Linked DNA regions of Hordeum vulgare: region 1 is linked to region 2. A link is a contact called in public Hi-C data. All regions are on one chromosome and are shown on one strand. The core of a region is the stretch at or near the end of the contact, and the rest is flanking DNA. Distances in the headings are between cores, read along the strand shown.

Region 1 (3,000 bases), core at 380-2,879, 250 kb before region 2:
TTGCTCGCTGTATCGCAGTACGGGACCATCGAAGTCGGTTTACTGTCCATCTTCACATCCGAAGATGAACGTTGGGAGGACGCGTTACGCAGTACTTTAATCTATATTTATCTACGTGCTGAACTAGTTTTATTTATCTTTGTGTTGAACTAGTTTTATCTATATGTAATATTATCTATATTATCTATGTTTTATTATCTATATGTAAAATATATTATCTATATTATTAATCTATGTTTTCATATGCGTGTTTTGGGTGTTGGAGCGCCGCACGCGCGCTAAATTTACAGCAGCTGCTGAAGCGCCGCACACGCTCTAAATATACTGCGATCGCTGGAGCCGACGCTCGCCGGCGTCCTTAAAAAACCTAACTTTTTTTTAGAAAAGGAGGATTACCCCCGGCCTCTGCATCTGGAAGATGCATGCAGCCATTTTATTAATTATTCACAAAGACTTTACAATTAGTACATCAGTTTGTCCAAAGCCACCATCTTAGCAACAACTATCGCTACTCCTAATCACTTGATCAAGGGATGCCGATAGTCCGAACCTAATACCAATCAGACATCGCACCAAAACCTAACATCTAAAGCCGGAGGCCCCAACCGAGCCACATACTGGGTTTAGGGTACAAACCGGTCCGACGCACTCTCATGTGTCGTCGCCGCCATCTTTCACCAATCCGTCTTCAGAGAAGAAACTAACACACCGACTTGCTAGACCTCTCTGCCATCGACGTCACCATGACGCAAAAGAGCTTCCACCTCCTGCACGAGTCCATCTCCACGCATCAGACACCGAGTCTCCGCTGCGCCACGCTGCCGAGATCCACCGCCATCAATGAGTAAGATGAAGCACCGCTCCACCAAAAAAGCCGCCCACTGGTCCCTCAAGCATGTGTACACCTCCAAAAATGACGTCCCCAAGAGGAAAACGACACCTGCGCGCCGCCGTCATCCGATCTACTAATGTAGGGTTTCCCCCGAAGGTAGCGGATAGAGGTCTTGAGCTTCTCCACGGCGATGCCCCCAAGAAGGTGACGACATTGAAGAGTGCCGCCATCGCCTGACTTAGCAACAAGCCAAGAACAAGGATTTCTCCCGGATCCGCTCGACGAATATCCGTCTCACATCGTGCGCACAGGCGACCACCGATCTCCGCCACCGCAGAGCAAGCTAGCCACTCAGGCCAGATCAGATCTGACGAAAGGGCCAACTACGCCTGCAGCTGACCAACCAACCAAGTCCCTCCATGACGTCGCTGATCCGAGGAGACATCGTGGCCAGATGCAGCAGTTGCATTCGCCGCCGGGAGCGATCCACCGCCGCACAGAGTCTCAGATCTCGGGACACACATCCGCGCGCCTGGATGCCCCGCGCCACCCACGCGCGCGAGAAGGAGAGGCTCCTCCGCCACCGCCATCATCCGCCCGGGCTTAGCCCGGCGGTTTCCTCCAGCGGCGGCGAAGGGGAGGGGTGGGATGGGGAGAGACCGGCGGCTAGGGTTGGAGCCCCTCGGCCGCCCGCGCGGGGCGCAGCGGAGGGGAGGGGGAAACGCGTGAGATGGGATCTAAAAATGGGGAGAATTTCACTTCCCGACCAGAATTCTAAAAAAAAAGCTATATAAATTTTTTGGGCGTGGATCTAAGCGCTTCTGTTTCTAAGAAAACAACGGTGATGTATTTTGCATCGCCTATTTTACATGATCTGTTGGAGTTGGTGATTTTTGAAGATGCTCTAAGAAAACAACCAGACAATTTAACGATGTCTTTTACTACGATCGGTCGTATTGGAGAGCCTGTTAGGTGCAATACTTAATTCTAATCTGCAAGTCCGTTCGTGAAGAGCTAATCATAGTGTGGGGGGCGTGGTTGGTGAGAGCTAATCATACTGGTCCTCCTTGCTGCGGATGGCAAGATATTTTCGTCCTCAATAATTGACTAGTTGCAGCAGTACTCTGCCCACTTGAGCACCATTTTGATTTTTGGCCGACTTGTATTTTGCCTTCCACGTACTTTCCCCTCTCTCTCCCGCAGTCCCGCGTGGACTATTGTTGTGGTTGGTTGATTGCCGGCCGCCATGATGGTGAGATTAGCTGCGAAATCTTGCTGTTGTTGGTTGCTCCATGGGTTAATTTGTTTGTTCTTTCTATGGGGATCGCAGCGAAGGATGGTGATGAAGGTGGCGCTGGAGGACAGGAGCCAGCAGCGGAAGGCGCTCAAAGCAGTCTCCACTCTACATGGTACTGCCTCTCTGCCTCTACTACTCTTCCCTGATCCAGGTTTTTCTCTCCTCTCCAGTCTTGTTCCTGAATTCGTTTCACGTAAAGGTATCGACGCGATTGCCGCGGACTTGCGGTGCGGGACGATCACGGTCGTCGGCGTCGTCGACCCCGTCGACGTCGTGGCCAAGCTGCGAAGGTTGTTTGCCAACGCTCAGATCGTCTCCGTCGGGCCGGCCAAAGAGGAGAAGAAGGACGGCGACAAGAAGGACGGCGCCGACAAGAAGAAGCCCGTACCGGTCCCGCCGGTGTACTATCCCTTTCCCTACTATCCGCCCCCTCGTCCTCGGTACGAGTTTACAGTCGGGTTCTTGAACAGCATCACAGACAATTTCTCCGAGGCGCGCATCATTGTCCGTGGTCGGCATGGAATAGTCTACAAGGTACTATATGCTTTATCCCGGGAGTGTATAATCGCTCGCAATTTCATTACTACTATGGAGCTGATAACATGGAGTGCAGGACAACGGGGTAAGATCCAATTTCTGCAATCCATCTTTGTGATTAAAGTTGTCAACAAAGCCACCCATCCCATATGTTCTGCACCACGCATAGAGAAGTTTATAAAAGGTCGCAACAGCTCCTGAACACTTAGCAATGGTGATTTAATACATACTTATGTTTTAACAGGGAGTGCTGGACAATGGGCAGTACATTGCTGTGAAGAAGCTTCACCTCATGCCGGGGCTGGACGATGAGGAATTCAAAAACGAGTTTAAT
Region 2 (2,917 bases), core at 333-2,832:
ATTACGACACCCGTCAATAAAGTCTTTAACTAGATATTCCATATTTATACAATCAATAAATTTCAATGAATACCATCGCTGTTATAGAAAGGATTATATTGGTTTTGACACATCAAGGGTTGATTGTTTTCGGGGAAAAAAGGTTGGACGGTAGAGTGTTTGCGAGTTAGCATTTTAAGCCGCATAATATTTCTATTTCTGTATAAATGGCCGTGCGCGCGCTTACACATAGAATAAAAATAATATTAAGGTGCATATTTTTTATATTATAATTGACAATAAAAGATAATTTTACTTTGATGTATACGTTTCGTTTCATGTGCTACTTTTGACTTACTCTAACAGACAATTGACTATGTCATCCAACTCCTGTCTTCCTAGACTTTCCTGACCCATTGGGCTAGATCGTCATTAACCGAGGTGTGCATGATACTCAGTAACGTCTTGGCTAGTGTGTATCTACCATGTCATCGCTAGCCAGCGCTCATCTCTTTCCTCCATCCACTAAATAACAAATGTGTATACATGTCATGTCGGTGTCGGTTTAGGAAGCATTATATCCGTTTTTTCGTCGCATCAGGGGTCACGCGATCTCAAAAAATGCTCTTTCGCGCATGCAAACCGGTGCTCTAGCTCTTGGATGATTGGATCGAGGGGCGCGAGTCTCATTGTCCGTAGTACTGGCGGAAGAGCACATGAAAAATGAAGTAGGACATAGGGCTTCTTGGCACTCTCTGAATGCAATCATGATATTACGACACCCGTCAATAAAGTCTTTAACTAGATATTCCATATTTATACAATCAATAAATTTCAATGAATACCATCGCTGTTATAGAAAGGATTATATTGGTTTTGACACATCAAGGGTTGATTGTTTTCGGGGAAAAAAGGTTGGACGGTAGAGTGTTTGCGAGTTAGCATTTTAAGCCGCATAATATTTCTATTTTTTGTATAAATGGCCGTGCGCACGCTTACCGATAGAACAAAAATAATATTAAAATGCATATTTTTTATATTCTAATCACACAATAAAAGATAAATTTACTTTGATCTATACATTCATGGCTAGTGCGGATCTGCCATGTCATCGCTAGCCAGCGCTCGTCTCTTTCCTCCGTCCACTCAATAACCAACGTGTATACGTGCCATGTCGGTGTCGGTCTAGGAAGCATTATATCCGGTTTTCCGTCGCATCAGGGGTCACGGGATCTCAAAAAATGCTCTTTCGTGCATGCAAGCCGGTGCTCCAGGCGGATAGACGAAAAGCAAAAGAAGAGAATGACGGAAAAATGACACCTATCATCATCTCATGACATGAAAAAAATTAAAAGAAAAGGATGGATTGATAAACAAGCTATCTCATAACATGAAAAAAGAAGAGAAAAGGATGAATTGATAAACAAGGTTGTTGGTTGTTGTTGGCAGAAAATGGGGGCAGTGGGAACCAGAGGCAGAACAGAAGGGAGGCGAGGTGACGCGGCAGGCCGCGTCGGCGGCTGATGCGGCTGCGTCGCACGCCACGCAAGCGCGCGTGACGCGTCCGCGCCCGTCTCCCCCCTCCCGTCCCGTCCCGTCTCCTCCACGATCCAAATCCAACTCCACACAACCAAAGTCTGAGCCGAGATCCAAAATCCACTTCCTCGCCGCCCCACCGCCGACCCCGATCCCCTCCTCCTCCTCCTCCTCCTCGATCCACCGCGCCGGGCCGGGATCCAAACCCTAGCTCGCTCGCCCCTCGCTCCCTCTCCCTCTCTCTCTCCCAGGAGGGATCGGCGGCGGATGGGGTCCGACTCCGACGACGCCGACTTCTTCGACAAGCTCGTCGACGACGACGACGACGACGCCTCCCGACCTCCCCCCGCCGCAAAATCCCACGCTGCCGCCGAAGATGCCGCCGCGGCCGCCGACCTCGCGGCCCTCACCCTCGACGACGCCGACGACGGCACGGGTGGGGCCCCTGAGCCCGAGCCCCAGCCCGCGGCAGCCTCTCCCGAGCCGCAGGCAGAGGCTGAAGCCCCGGTGGCGCCCCCTCAAGCTGATGCTCTGACCGCGACCCCTGACGCTGAGGTCCTGCCCTCGCTGCCCGAGGTCGAGGCCGCGGCCCCTGACGCTGAGGTTCCGGCCGCGCTGCCCGAGGTCAAGGAGGAGGCCCCTAACGACGAGGTTCCGGCCGGGTTACCCGAGGTCAAGGCGGTGGCCGCGCCCGACCCCGAGGGCAGGTCGCCAGGGTCAGGGTCGGGCTCGGGGTCCTCCAAGGGCGTCCGCACGACCGTCAAGCAGGTGCAGTGGAGCCTCTTCGGCGCCGACATCAGCAGCGGAACCGAGCCAGATCCCTTCAGCGACCTCCTGGCCGACACCGCTGGCGACCCGTTTCTCGGAGCTGGCGACCCGTTTCTCGGAGCTGCCGTGGGAGCCCAGGTTTCAGGTTTCGGTGCCACCACCGTCGGAGCAGTGGATCACAGCTTCTACAATGGAGTGGCCAGCAGCAATGCCAGCTCGCAGCTGGGCTGGGGGGCTGGTTCCGGGGAATTCCTGGCGGATGGCCGTGTTGGTGAAGACACCTTTTTCGGGGTGCAGGGCTCGGCTGTGGGGACTGCTGGTAGCGTTGCGGCGGATGATCATAGCTTCTTCAATGGAGTGGACGGCAATGCAAGTTCGCACTCGTACATGGGTGCTGGAGCCGTGGAGTCTGCGGATCTTCAGAACACCGTTGCGCAGTCGGACTGGACCGGCGGGGCTGTGGACCCCTCCGATCCCTACCCTGGCTGGAAGTGGGACGTGGCAACAGGGCAGTGGTATCAAGTGGACACTATCGGTGCTCAAGGCTTTGCTGATAATAATGCCGGTGCTGCAGCAGCCGTTGGCGGCGAAAATGTTCAGCAGCAGCAGCACCTTGGTGTTTCGTACCTGCAGA

What was found. Hi-C and Micro-C count contacts between places; a contact is called where the count stands out from the background.
Region 1: a Hi-C map of seedling shows a contact between it and region 2, with 3 times the contacts expected there. The contact joins the promoter of LOC123410889 here to the promoter of LOC123407273 in region 2. A contact is called at or near these places in 2 of 6 Hi-C or Micro-C datasets (leaf and seedling).

Annotation. Positions count from the first base shown.
Region 1 is chr7H:3,741,156-3,744,155 of MorexV3_pseudomolecules_assembly, reverse strand. It overlaps LOC123410889 (tyrosine-protein kinase JAK2-like), which reads left to right and starts at 1,629. Exons shown (of 14, transcript XM_045103816.1): 1 at 1,629-2,084; 2 at 2,163-2,241; 3 at 2,329-2,663; 4 at 2,911-3,000. The coding sequence starts at 2,079.
Region 2 is chr7H:3,496,045-3,498,961 of MorexV3_pseudomolecules_assembly, reverse strand. It overlaps LOC123407273 (protein transport protein SEC16A homolog), which reads left to right and starts at 1,582. Exons shown (of 13, transcript XM_045100376.1): 1 at 1,582-2,917. The coding sequence starts at 1,783.